2 separate regions of the Mus musculus genome follow, and region 2 is linked to region 1. Evidence: chromatin contacts called from public promoter capture Hi-C data. All regions are on one chromosome and are shown on one strand. The core of a region is the stretch at or near the end of the contact, and the rest is flanking DNA. Distances in the headings are between cores, read along the strand shown. Region 1 holds the start of Dtx4 (deltex 4, E3 ubiquitin ligase). Region 2 holds the start of Olfr1497 (olfactory receptor 1497).

Region 1 (5,909 bases), core at 2,785-5,284:
CCTACCCGCCTCTCTTCTTACCTTCTAAATATTCTCCAGCCCAGATGCCTAGTGAAAACTAGCCTAGAATGTAAATCAGCTCCAGTCTGGGGAAGGAGAACCCAGGGCAAACAGAAGCAGGCACATGGGTGTCTGCAACCTCCCAACCATCTCCCTGGAGACAGTCTGGATGCAGCCAAGAGCTCTAAGGAATGGAGAGACCTAAGACTTACTAGGTATCCAAGCATACAGTTCTGAAAAGAGAAAGCTCTCACGTCAAATGCCTATAAAAACAAGACAACCAAAGAGAGAGAGAGAGAGAGAGAGAGTGATTGCTGCTAGGCAAGGAACTTTGAGCTTGTCTGTCTTTATAGAGATTTTTCTGGTTCCCAGCTTTAAAGTATCGCTTGGGGACAATGGGTAATTTAATTAAATATTGCCAAGGCTTGGCTGAGGTTGCCTGGGAGTTGGTGGCTTAAAGTTCCTTCCATGTCATAATTTTATCAATGATCTATGTTCAGAGGAACTGAGTTCTTGTGTCATCGAAAAGGGGAGCACGAGGCGGTCAGAGCTGACATGAAAGAATTCTAATGTTCATTTATAAGCTCTCTGGCAGGCACAGCCTTTCTAGGAATTTAGCCCCATGCCTTCAGCACCCTAGCCTAGCACTCAACATAGGGGAAGTAGATACCTAGGAAAGTGATCTTGATGTAGGAAAGAGGGGGTGAAACCAAAGAAGTATGAATGTGAAACACACAAATGCAATCTTTAAAAAGAATTAAGGCCAGAGGAGGTGGTGAACATCTGTAATCCTAGCACTGGGGGTGAGGGGCTGAGACAGGTAGCTGGCCAGTTTGGGGGCAACCAGAATAAATACTTAGACCATATTTTTTTAGAAGGGGTGTAGATGCAGAAGAAACAGCTCAGTGGCAGAGTAGTTGCCTAGGATCACGGCTATTCTCAGATGCAGACATAAAACAGAAGCAGATCCAACACCACGTGACCTGCTATAACTACTAGGCAATAGGTACCTGACCTTCAACAAGTGCTACTAGCAGCCAGACCCTGGGACAGAGAGTCTGTCACTCATTCTATGTTCTCCAGAACTTCACTTCTGTCAAGAGCAACTTCTACATCATGGATGCTCTTAGGTCTATCTATGGTCATCTGAGAGAACCCCATTAAGTCACAGGTTAAGCCTCCAACTTCCTAACAATGGGGCAGAGGATGGGAGCCAGTCCATTACTAGCCTAGCTCTCCATATGCTGCACAGATTTAGTCTGAAATAGAAGAGCTAAATTGCTGTTTTATTTTGAGCAGGCCTGGAACTCTGTCAGGTGGTCTGTTGATCCCACCTCCAGGGCTCAGCTGCTCCCCCCGCACCCCCCCCCACACCCACCCCACACTCTCTACCATGCATCACTTCCAGATCCTCCACCAAATACACAATGGGCATCTCCTTCTTCCTCTGAGGTTACATTTAATCCTTTCTCCCCATCTCCCAACATTTCTACTTATTTTCTCTTCTTCTCTGTCTCTCAGCTCCTCTTCCCTGCTTTTTCTATCAAAGTTCCAGCCAACCAGATGTTAAACTTCTGGAACTTTTTTCCCCCCTCCAGAAAGGTTTCCTCTATTGGCCATGGTCATACAATTCTTGGCAAAGAGGTTGCTCAGAGTTACGACTACAGATCACAAGAGTGAGGGACTGCACCTCTTTCCCATGACAATCCCAATTAGCACACAGGATGTGAAGGCTTTCCTAGGAAGCTACGGGGGACCTGTCCAGCAGCTGTTCCCTGAGTCACAGGGCCCTCCTCCTCCTCCTCTTCTCCTCTTCTCCCCCCCCCCCTCCCCCCCACACCTGCTCCAGGCTCTGCAGTTACACCCTTGGGACAGGCTAGCCAGAATTCCAGAAATGACCCCACCCACCCCCCAATTGAAGAGATTACTGTATGGAGACGGAAACTTGTCCCAAGTCATCAGTTAAGCCGGGACAAACTAGACCCAAAGAAGAGAGCAGCACCCTTGCTTTTCTTCTCTCTCCAGTATCTCCCAACCCTCACTCTAACGTAACCTATAGAGCTCCCTTCCTTGCTAGGATCTGGAAGAGCTACACGGCTGCGAGATTTGCGGCAGACCTAGTGGCAACTTAATTTTTATGGAGTTTAGTGCCTTGGGAGGTCAGAGTGGTGGCTCCTGTTTGCTATTTTAAGCAAAAAACCTAAGGACAGTTTCTTCTTAGCCTTTCTTCTTCTCTTGCTGCCTCCCTCCGTCCCTCCTCCTCCTCCTCCTCCTCCTTCTCTATGGACAAAGGGAGCAGCTTCCCTGCCAGGCATTCCAGAGCCCAATCCTCCCGCCTCCTCTCTCCATCTGCTCTGGCCTGTTGCTTCAGTGCTTGGAGTGTACAAGCAGAGGCATCTGCGGATGCCACCACATCCAGGATGCTCCAGTCCTGGAACCCATGCTCCACTCTCTCCCAGTATTGTCCCAGCCCTTTCATACAATAGACAGTAATTGGAGACTGGGGATCCCTTTGCCTCCCCAAGTCTCTTACCCAGGAGCTGACAGTGGGAAGGCTGGGTCCCTAGAAGAGGGCCATATAGACATTAAAGTTGAAAGGGGGTGGGGGGTGGGGGCAAGTGTATGTTAGGCCCAAAGGTGCCTGAGGCAAAGCAGGGTGAACTGAGGTGTGAGCAAGTGTGAGCAGGTGTGAGCCAAGAGGTTCAAGTAATGTCTTGCTGAAGAGTCAGCATTTCTTGGGGGGTGGGAGGCGGTTTGCAAAACCCTAGAGTTCTTGCACAAACGGCTACTAGGGGCTGATGGGGGCATAAAGGGGTTCTCCTGCAGCTAGGCTGAGGCTGGGTTGTATAATCAAGACTCTTTAAACTACTTGCAAGGACATTTACTTGGAGGTGGTCTTGGAATCCTGTGAGGACCTAGGGAAGAGAAGCACCTGCCCTCAACACCTATAGCTGATACCAGTGAGCAAAGCTGGCCACTGGGTGGATCACAGCGGACCCACGAGGCGGGAGCTCCTGGGACAGACAAGAGATGTGAATGGCTCACCCGTGTCTTGGCGGAACTGGTTCATGGACTGCAGGTCGATGATGTAGGGCGCGAGCCGGCTGTCCACCTGGCCCAACACCACGCTGCCCCCGGCGCGGGGACCAGCGCGCACCACCGCCTCGATGTGGTGACTCACGGCTGGGCTGTAGGGACGCCAGCGGCCGTGTTCGTTCAGCCATTCCCACACCACCACTGCCGAGGCCAGGAGCATGGCGAGCCCGGGGTTGCGGCGCGGTGCTGCCCACCTCCCGGGCCCGGCCTTCTGCGCTTCCTCCGGCGCCGCCGCCTCCGGGTCTCAACCGCGCCCCCCGGTCTGCGCCCCACCGCTGCGGGAAGCCTCAGCTGCGGCCCATGGGGGAGTCCGCAGCCGCGTAGGCACTGGGACACGGACCCCGGAGCTGCCCGTCTCCGACTGCGCTCCGCCGGGCTCCGCCGCCTCTGCCGCTGCTCCGAGGGGTCCAGCGGCTTCATGCAAAGGCCCGGCCCTGCGCACTCGCCGCCCCGCCTTGCAAAGCCACCCGGGGGCGCGCGGCCCGAGCGCGACGCTGCACCCGCCTCGCACCAGTTGCGCCTCGGGCTCCGCGGGCGCCCGCGTGGATCGCGCCGCACGGTCACGCCCTCCGCCCTCTCTCCGCTTCGAGTAAGCCGACCGCGGTGGCACAGCTCCCCCTCCCTGCGGCTCGGCTCAGTGGCCTCCAGGAGGAGTCGCCCCTCCCGGGCAGAGCGCCAAGGCGAGCTCGCGCCCGCGGAGGCTTCCCTGGTCCCCCAGTCTCGAGAGCACGCGCGCCATCCCGGTCCCAGCTGCCACTGCCAGGACCCAACTTTGCAGCCTGTTCAAATATGGAACTGTCTGTCTGTCTGTTTTCAGCTCAGCACCGGCCGTGTCCGCGGCGTGAGCTCAGAGGCTCGCATCTCCCTACAGCTCGTGCATGCATACGCATTCTCTCTCTCTCTCTCTCTCTCTCTCTCTCTCTCTCTCTCTCTCTCTCTGTCACACACACATACATCCACACCCACACACGCACGCAACACCCCCCACCCACACACACACACACACAGGAATTGCCCCACGCTCTCCTTGTTCTGTCCGTTATTACCTCATCCTCGTCTGCACCGTTCCCTAGCTGTCCATCAAAGATGCAAAAGCCACGCCCCATGGCCACTAGCACCAGCGATCTAGAGCTTCCATGCCCCCTGCTGGTCCAAATCCTCAAGTGCAGGTCAAAGGCCACACACTTGTGACCATCGAGAGCCAGTGCCAAGGGTTCCCTGCGTTTACATAGAGAGAAAAGAAGTTCTTGCTGTCCAATTTTTCTGTTAGAAGACACAAGGTAGACTAATTCATCCTGCAGTGTCTATGTAAATAAAACCATGAGACAGCAGAACAAACGCAAGCTAGACTCGCTCATTTTGATCATCAATGGCTAAAGAGGAAAGTAATATAAAGTGGGTTCTGACTAAGGGGATTGAAGCCTGTATTGCACATTATTGCTTGGCATGGTACATCACACGGGCAACTTCCACACTTGAGAAGCAAGAAGATGGAGAATTTCATGCCACATATCCAGACCAGGTCTCCAAACGAATTAAGTTAGACATTTTAAAGAGAATTATGTATTAACCTTGTCAGAAAACACACACTTTGTTTCTCCGTGGGTGGAACTGCACAATGAATCCGTTCTGACAAAGTGAAGCTGGAATTTGGAGCAATCTTATATTGGTAATGAGATTGTTAATCTTTTTTGGAATGGCTTTTCCATAGTTTCATGTGCTCCTTTTATATTTGAGGAGACAAACAGAAAACCGCTCCTAAGCAGATAAACTAGAAATTTCCAGATAGAGGAAACTTAAACTGGGGAAAGGTGTGGGTGGGTATTAAGAAATATTTAACTGTCTGCTTGCAGGACAAACAGGAAGTAGAAAGAACTAACGTTTACTTTCTGACCATTCTCTTTTGCACTCCGTCTTCTTGTGTCTACCACGATAACACGGCAGGGTAGTATAGTAGAAGTGAAATGAATGACAACACAGGAAAACATTTGCGCCTGGGTAACTTGTTAGAGAGAGTGAATATATAGTAATTAGTTGTGAGTCTGAACAGGTGAGAGGGTGCGCCAGAGAACCTGACAGCTTCTGGAACAGGCAGAAGCACAGAGGCGCTGAGGCAGCACCCTGTGTGGGCCGGGGACAGCTGGCCACCTTCCGGACCGGAGGACAGGTGCCCACCCGGCAGGGGAGGCGGCCTAAGCCACAGCAGCAGCGGTCGCCATCTTGGTCCTGGGACTCCAAGGAACTTAGGAATTTAGTCTGCTTAGGTGAGAGTCTGTACCACCTGGGAACTGCCAAAGCAACACAGTGTCTGAGAAAGGTCCTGTTTTGGGCCTTCTTCTTCGGCCAGGAGGAGGTCCAAATACAAGATATCTGCGCACCTTCCCTGTAAGAGAGCTTGCCAGCAGAGAGTGCTCTGAGCACTGAAACTCAGAGGAGAGAATCTGTCTCCCAGGTCTGCTGATAGACGGTAACAGAATCACCAGAAGAACAATCTCTAAACAGAGTCAACTATAACTACTAACTCCAGAGATTACCAGATGGCGAAAGGTAAACGGAGGAATCTTACTAACAGGAACCAAGACCACTCACCATCACCAGAACCCAGCACACCCACTTCGCCCAGTCCAGGGAACCCCAACACACCTGAGAACCTAGACCTAGATTTAAAAGCATATCTCATGATGATGGTAGAGGACATCAAGAAGGACTTTAATAAATCACTTAAAGAAATACAGGAGAACACTGCTAAAGAGTTACAAGTCCTTAAAGAAAAACAGGAAAACACAATCAAACAGGTAGAAGTCCTTACAGAA
Region 2 (5,664 bases), core at 2,523-5,022, 1.3 Mb after region 1:
CACACACACACACACACACACACACACACACACACACATTGAAATATGAGCCTTTGGGGGCTATAAAAATAAGTACTCAGTCTGGCAGTAGTGGTGAGAACAGTGGGGAAGATAATTATGGTGGTGATAGTTTTAGAAAGCTGCTGGATTAGTCTGAGAGCCTCAAGCTTGAGACTCCAGGAGGAATTGCCACACCATCAGTGTATGATCAGCTTCTAACTTTGTATTTACTCAAGAAAGACAAAAATAATACAAGATATCTTTGGAAGAGTATACTACCTGCCATAAAGTTTGCAAATTCTGAACTTGGGTAAATTTGGTCAGTTGGACAGCAAATCTTACAAATAGCTTTTCCCAGGATCTATGCCACCATCAATGCCTACCAGTGCTGAAGACTGTACAGCAAATTATGAAAACCCTTAGAGATTCAATGAGGAGACAGTCCTTTGCCCTGGACTCTCAAGGTTATAACTCCATAATTATAGATGATATCACAGACTTTGACAGGCTTAATGTGGAAGAGTCTATGAAAGCTGTGTTGTAATAAGGATTGCAGGCAGACTCCACCACAAGAATGGTTCTTTCCAGGAATCAGCCTCAGGAGCCCTGGATATTTCTTTGAACATGTTTATTCTCCTATCAGAGTCTCCTCCCGTTCTTCCAATCCCCAATGATGAGGTACATTGTACAGGTTTCTCTTCAGAGACTGTGTTGATTATCCTTGGAGCTGTTTTCATTGTATTCATCACTTTGGTTGGAATCACCAGTATTATCAGCTAGTTTCTGTCAATGCCTGGACTCCTAACACAAGTAGCAAAGAGGTTGCTGTGGCAAACATCAAACTAATGTTCATGACTAGCCTTTAGGTGGAGTGAGGTGCTTGGGATTTAAGGAGAACTACCAAATCCACAATGCCACATGCTCTCTGTAGATTTTGCTCTTTCTTCCCACCTGAAAACAAGGAATCAGTGATGCAGGAAAAGCTGACGGGTGGTGAAATATTTCCTGGTGGGAAGTTTGCCAATGCTACATTTTTCCATATGTGCAATATCCACTGTATGAGGACAGAATGAATTGAGAAAGCATCTTACATGTTTCTATGGAACTCTTTTAAATTCTGATGTCTCATTTTAGAAGAAGGGAAGGGGCATGGTGTGCAATGTAAGCTCAAGGAAGCTCAAGAGTTGAGGGATAGCATGCAGCTCTCTTGCTGTACATCCCAATCCTGTGCAGAAAAGCAAATGCAGAATGCATCTATTTTTGTTCTTTTATGAAAGCTCCTGAAAATCTGAGGTGGTTATTGTACCTTCAGGTTAAAACAAGTGTGGTTCATTTATTCAATAAATATTTAATTGAATCATAAGCTGTTTCATCTAAAGCTGTACCTAGAAATGTCATATTTTGGTCTCACTATAAGCACATTATAAGTTTGTCCTTGTATCAAAAATACATTTTTAAATTTAGTATCTTTTGTTCTTTTTATTATTTTGAAATTTTATATATATATCTATAGTGCATTTAGATCAAATTCACCATCCTTCTTATCTGGTCCCTCCCATAGAGTTTCTTAATTAAAACAAAATTGTCTCAGCTGTGATAGTTACATAATTTCTGTTTTCATTGATTTTATTGACTCTTTTAAATCATCTTTGGTAATGCAAGTTTCAAACTAAAAAGGAAAAAATAGTTCTTTGGGCTGTCTTCTACCACTACAAGTTAAAATTTTATATTTCCTCACCAGATAAAAGGGGAAAAGGCAAGTAAAATAACAATAAATTCCAGGTTGTATGATTCAGTTGAGGCAATAGATCATAGCTAGAGGAAGTAGAAAGAACAATTAAGAACTTGACACCTAGTTGATTAGCAGCTCTAATTTTCCACTTGCCCTGAGTGGATAAATTAGTTCTTTCACATGATTGTGTGTGTGTGTGTGTGTGTGTGTGTGTGCATATGATGTGTGTCTGTGTGTCAGTGTATCTGTGTACAGTTATATAGTTGTATAGTTGCATATTTACATATACATCTAGAACAATAATACTACAGCACACCTCACAAAGACAGCTAAAAATTTAAAACAAAAATTCCTATGACAGAACTTTGTAATTCCTGTAAATTTATAATTTTTAAAAAACTACTTACTACTATTACTACTACTACTACTTTAATTTCACTATGATCATTCAAATACTACAAAACAAGGAAGCAGCGATATTCAAAGTTCTTAATGATAAACCTTGGAGAATTCTTTTGAAACAGAGTACCTGTAAGTCCAGATAGTTTTGTGATTGCTCTCCAAATATTTTTGCCTAGTTATCATGTATTTATTGTGTCAAGAAATCTACTGCATTCAGTAAATACTAGTGAAAGACAGAGCCATAGTGTGGACCCACTCATATGTTGGAACGTCAAAAATATAATTCTATCAAATGAATTAATCTACTCAGTTTTTAGGAAACTTAAGTGCTGATGAAGTTAGAATACAATGGTCATCTTTGAACCCTGGGAATGATTCATTTATATAATAAATTTGCACTGAATAGTTTTTATTTTTGATGATTTATTTGTTATGTACAGGTAATAATAAAATATTATGTTCTTATGTCATCTATTGTCCAATTGTGAATATAGATAAATAACACACACATAAAACATTCTCATAATTCAAATGTTGACAAGAAGTACATAAAAAAAATAGGTCAGAAGTAAAGATGGGGTGTTTCAGTACAATTTTGAGTTCAAGAAAGCCTGCCAAAATGAGTGATGTTTCAGAAAAAAATAAAACAAAAGGTGAAATAAAGGAAAGTAGAAATAAAGGAAAGGAAAAGTAACTAGGGTGCCCTGGAAATCTTTGATCTTCTCAGAGATTTCGTAATTGCCTCTTTTACCTCTTTATTTCTCAGGCTATAGATGAGTGGATTCAGTAATGGGGTCACCACTGTATAGAACACAGACACAACTCTGTCCCTCTCCGAGAACTGATCTGTATTATCTCTCAAGTACATGAAGATAAGAGTACCAAAGAAGAGAGCTACAGCAGTGAGGTGGGAGGTGCAGGTAGAGAAAGTTTTGGCTCGGCCTCCAGCTGAGCGGATTTGCATAATGGCCACAATGATAAACAGATAGGACACAGAGATCACCACAATGCAAGCAGGCATGACAAAAATGGCAAAAACAATTATCACCACCTCTTGAATGTAGCTGTCCCCACATACGAGTTTTAACAATGGGGGGAGGTCACAGAATATGAAATTGATCTCATTGTTTCCACAGAATGAAAGAGTGAAGGCTGTGACAGTCCGAATAAAGCCACTGGAAAAACCAGCCACATATGCCCCAGTTACCAGACCTACACGGGCCTTCTCAGTCATGATGGTGACATAAAGCAATGGTTGGCACACAGCCACATAGCGGTCGTAGGCCATGATTGCCAAGAGGTAGCAGTCAATAGAAGCAAAGAAGGTAAAGAGGAAGAATTGAACTGCACAGCGAACTTGAGAAATGGTTGAGCCATGTTCCCACAGCACAGCCAGCATCTGAGGGATGATGACAGAGGAGTAGCAGATGTCCACAAAGGAAAGGTGGCTGAGGAAGAAGTACATTGGTGTTTGAAGTCGGCGGTTCTTCTGGATTAGAATGATCATTCCTGTATTCCCCAGCAGGGTAGCGAGGTAGAAACTCAAAAATAAAAGGAAGAGAGGGAGCCCCCACTCAGGATGTTCAGTGAATGCAGTCAGAAAGAACTCAGTCACGAAGGTGTAATTCCTCCCAGCCATCCATCTAGAAGTTTACCTGTGAGGGCTAAGACAAGATGAAAAGAAGAGGACCTCACAATAAAATAAGTCATTTCAAATAATAGAGTGTAAATTAAGTCTCTGATATGTAGTCTTTTACTACAGCAAAGTTTGCAGACTAAGGAAAAATTAAAGAAATGCAGATCTCACTGTAAGATAAAATGTGATGGATAGTTCTATTATAGGAGGCATGGTGAGTAAGTGGCCCATGGACATATCTAGTACAATTGCTCTCCAACTAGCTACATGATGTTATATGGAACACTTAATCTGAACCTTAATTTTTCCCGTCAGAAGAGACAAATCTACCCATATGCTTATGAAATGATCCACTGATTAATTGTTCCTGTCTGAAAGATCTGCAGGGTCAAAAATGGAGAAGAGCCAGAGGGAAAGAAGGTCCATTGACAGGCCCAAATTGGGATCCAGTTCAAGGGGAGATCCTGGGCCTGATACTATCACAAACAAGAGCTTAGCATGGCTACCTTCCAACAAGCAGCTGAAAGAGTCAGATGCAGATATTTACACCCAACCATTAGACAGAAACTGGTGACCCCTGTGGTTAAATTAGGGGAAATCTGGAATAAGCAGAAGAGGAGGGTGACCCTATATGTAGACCAGCAGCCTCATCTAACCTGGACCCCCAAGATTGATCAGACACTGAGTCACCAACCAGGCAGCATACACTAGCTGATATGAGACCCCCAATACACATACAGGAGAGGACTGCTTGGTCTTGACTCAGTGAGAAGAGATGCATCTAATCCTCAAGAGACTTGAAGACCCAGGGAGTGGGGAGGTCTGTCGGGTAGAGAGGGTGGGGACATCCTCTTGGAGACCCAGGGCAGGGTGGGAGTTATGGAATATGGAACAGTCAGAGGGTAGACTGGGTGGGGAGTAAAAACTGGACTGTATAAAAATGATTAAAGAAAAATAAATAAATAAATAAATAAATAAATAAATACCAGATGTAGGACAATGGAAAGCTAAAATCCCCACATAGGCTTAGAGTCTTGTTTAAATTTTTAAATGAGCTTCTTTTGTTAGCTTTCTTTCAGTTCATTTTAACTTTCAATAACTGGTATGACTCTATGCAACATACTTTCATAATAATATTCCATTACTAATTGAATTCATCTTTCAAGTGAAAGTAAAATGTGAAGTAATCAGAAATGTGATCCATATATATTATCTCACAAGGAAAAAGAGAGGCTTTAGGATCCCTAGACACTACCATCCCAAGAGTTTTAAGTGTCTATAAACCTACATTTCTGTAGCATACACCACCAACAAACCCTAGAGAAGGTCTGCTCTCAACAGGATATTGAGAATTTCAGATTCATTTATTTTCACACAAGTGAATTACAAAAGACATGTTAATACATACCTACCAAATACTCACAAATGTATACTTATGTATAATTTTGTATCTAATTACCCAGAACTTTTGTGTGACCAACATTTTTCTATAAATAACATAATGAAATCTTATCAAATTGATAATTTTGTATGGTCTATCTGATCACCAGTAGTATAGGAATATACACCACATTATTTCCTCGTAAGGGTATGTAGTATCTTTAATTCATTGAAAAGTATTTTCTTCTTACAGTATACTCTTTAATAAAATTACATTTAGTAACTAGAGAATTTCTTTCACCATGCTTATCCAAATGAGCATTTTATAGTCTACAAACAAAACAGTATAATCCAAAAGAAAAAATTTATTATTAATCATCAAGAGTCTGTGCATGTAGAAACATTTCTGCTTTCAATTCATCAATATGAATTTGTAACAAACAGTTGTTGGAATAATTCAAGCTGGCTGGAAATAAAGACTGTATGGAAAAATGCATGCATACACACACTGGCA

The links. Promoter capture Hi-C pulls out the DNA fragments that hold promoters and counts their contacts.
Region 2: a contact with region 1 is called in a promoter capture Hi-C map of embryonic stem cells, with 7 times the contacts expected there. A contact is called at or near these places in 4 of 39 promoter capture datasets (the HPC-7 cell line, embryonic stem cells and stem cell-derived epiblast-like cells) and 2 of 130 datasets of targeted methods (both in embryonic stem cells).

Annotation. Positions count from the first base shown.
Region 1 is chr19:12,497,962-12,503,870 of GRCm38.p6, forward strand. Dtx4 (deltex 4, E3 ubiquitin ligase) reads right to left here and starts at 4,035. Exons shown (of 9, transcript NM_172442.3): 1 at 3,046-4,035. The coding sequence starts at 3,256.
Region 2 is chr19:13,791,837-13,797,500 of GRCm38.p6, forward strand. Olfr1497 (olfactory receptor 1497) reads right to left here and starts at 3,773. Exons shown (of 1, transcript NM_146741.1): 1 at 2,829-3,773. The coding sequence starts at 3,773. The coding sequence ends at 2,829. It also overlaps the pseudogene Gm19218.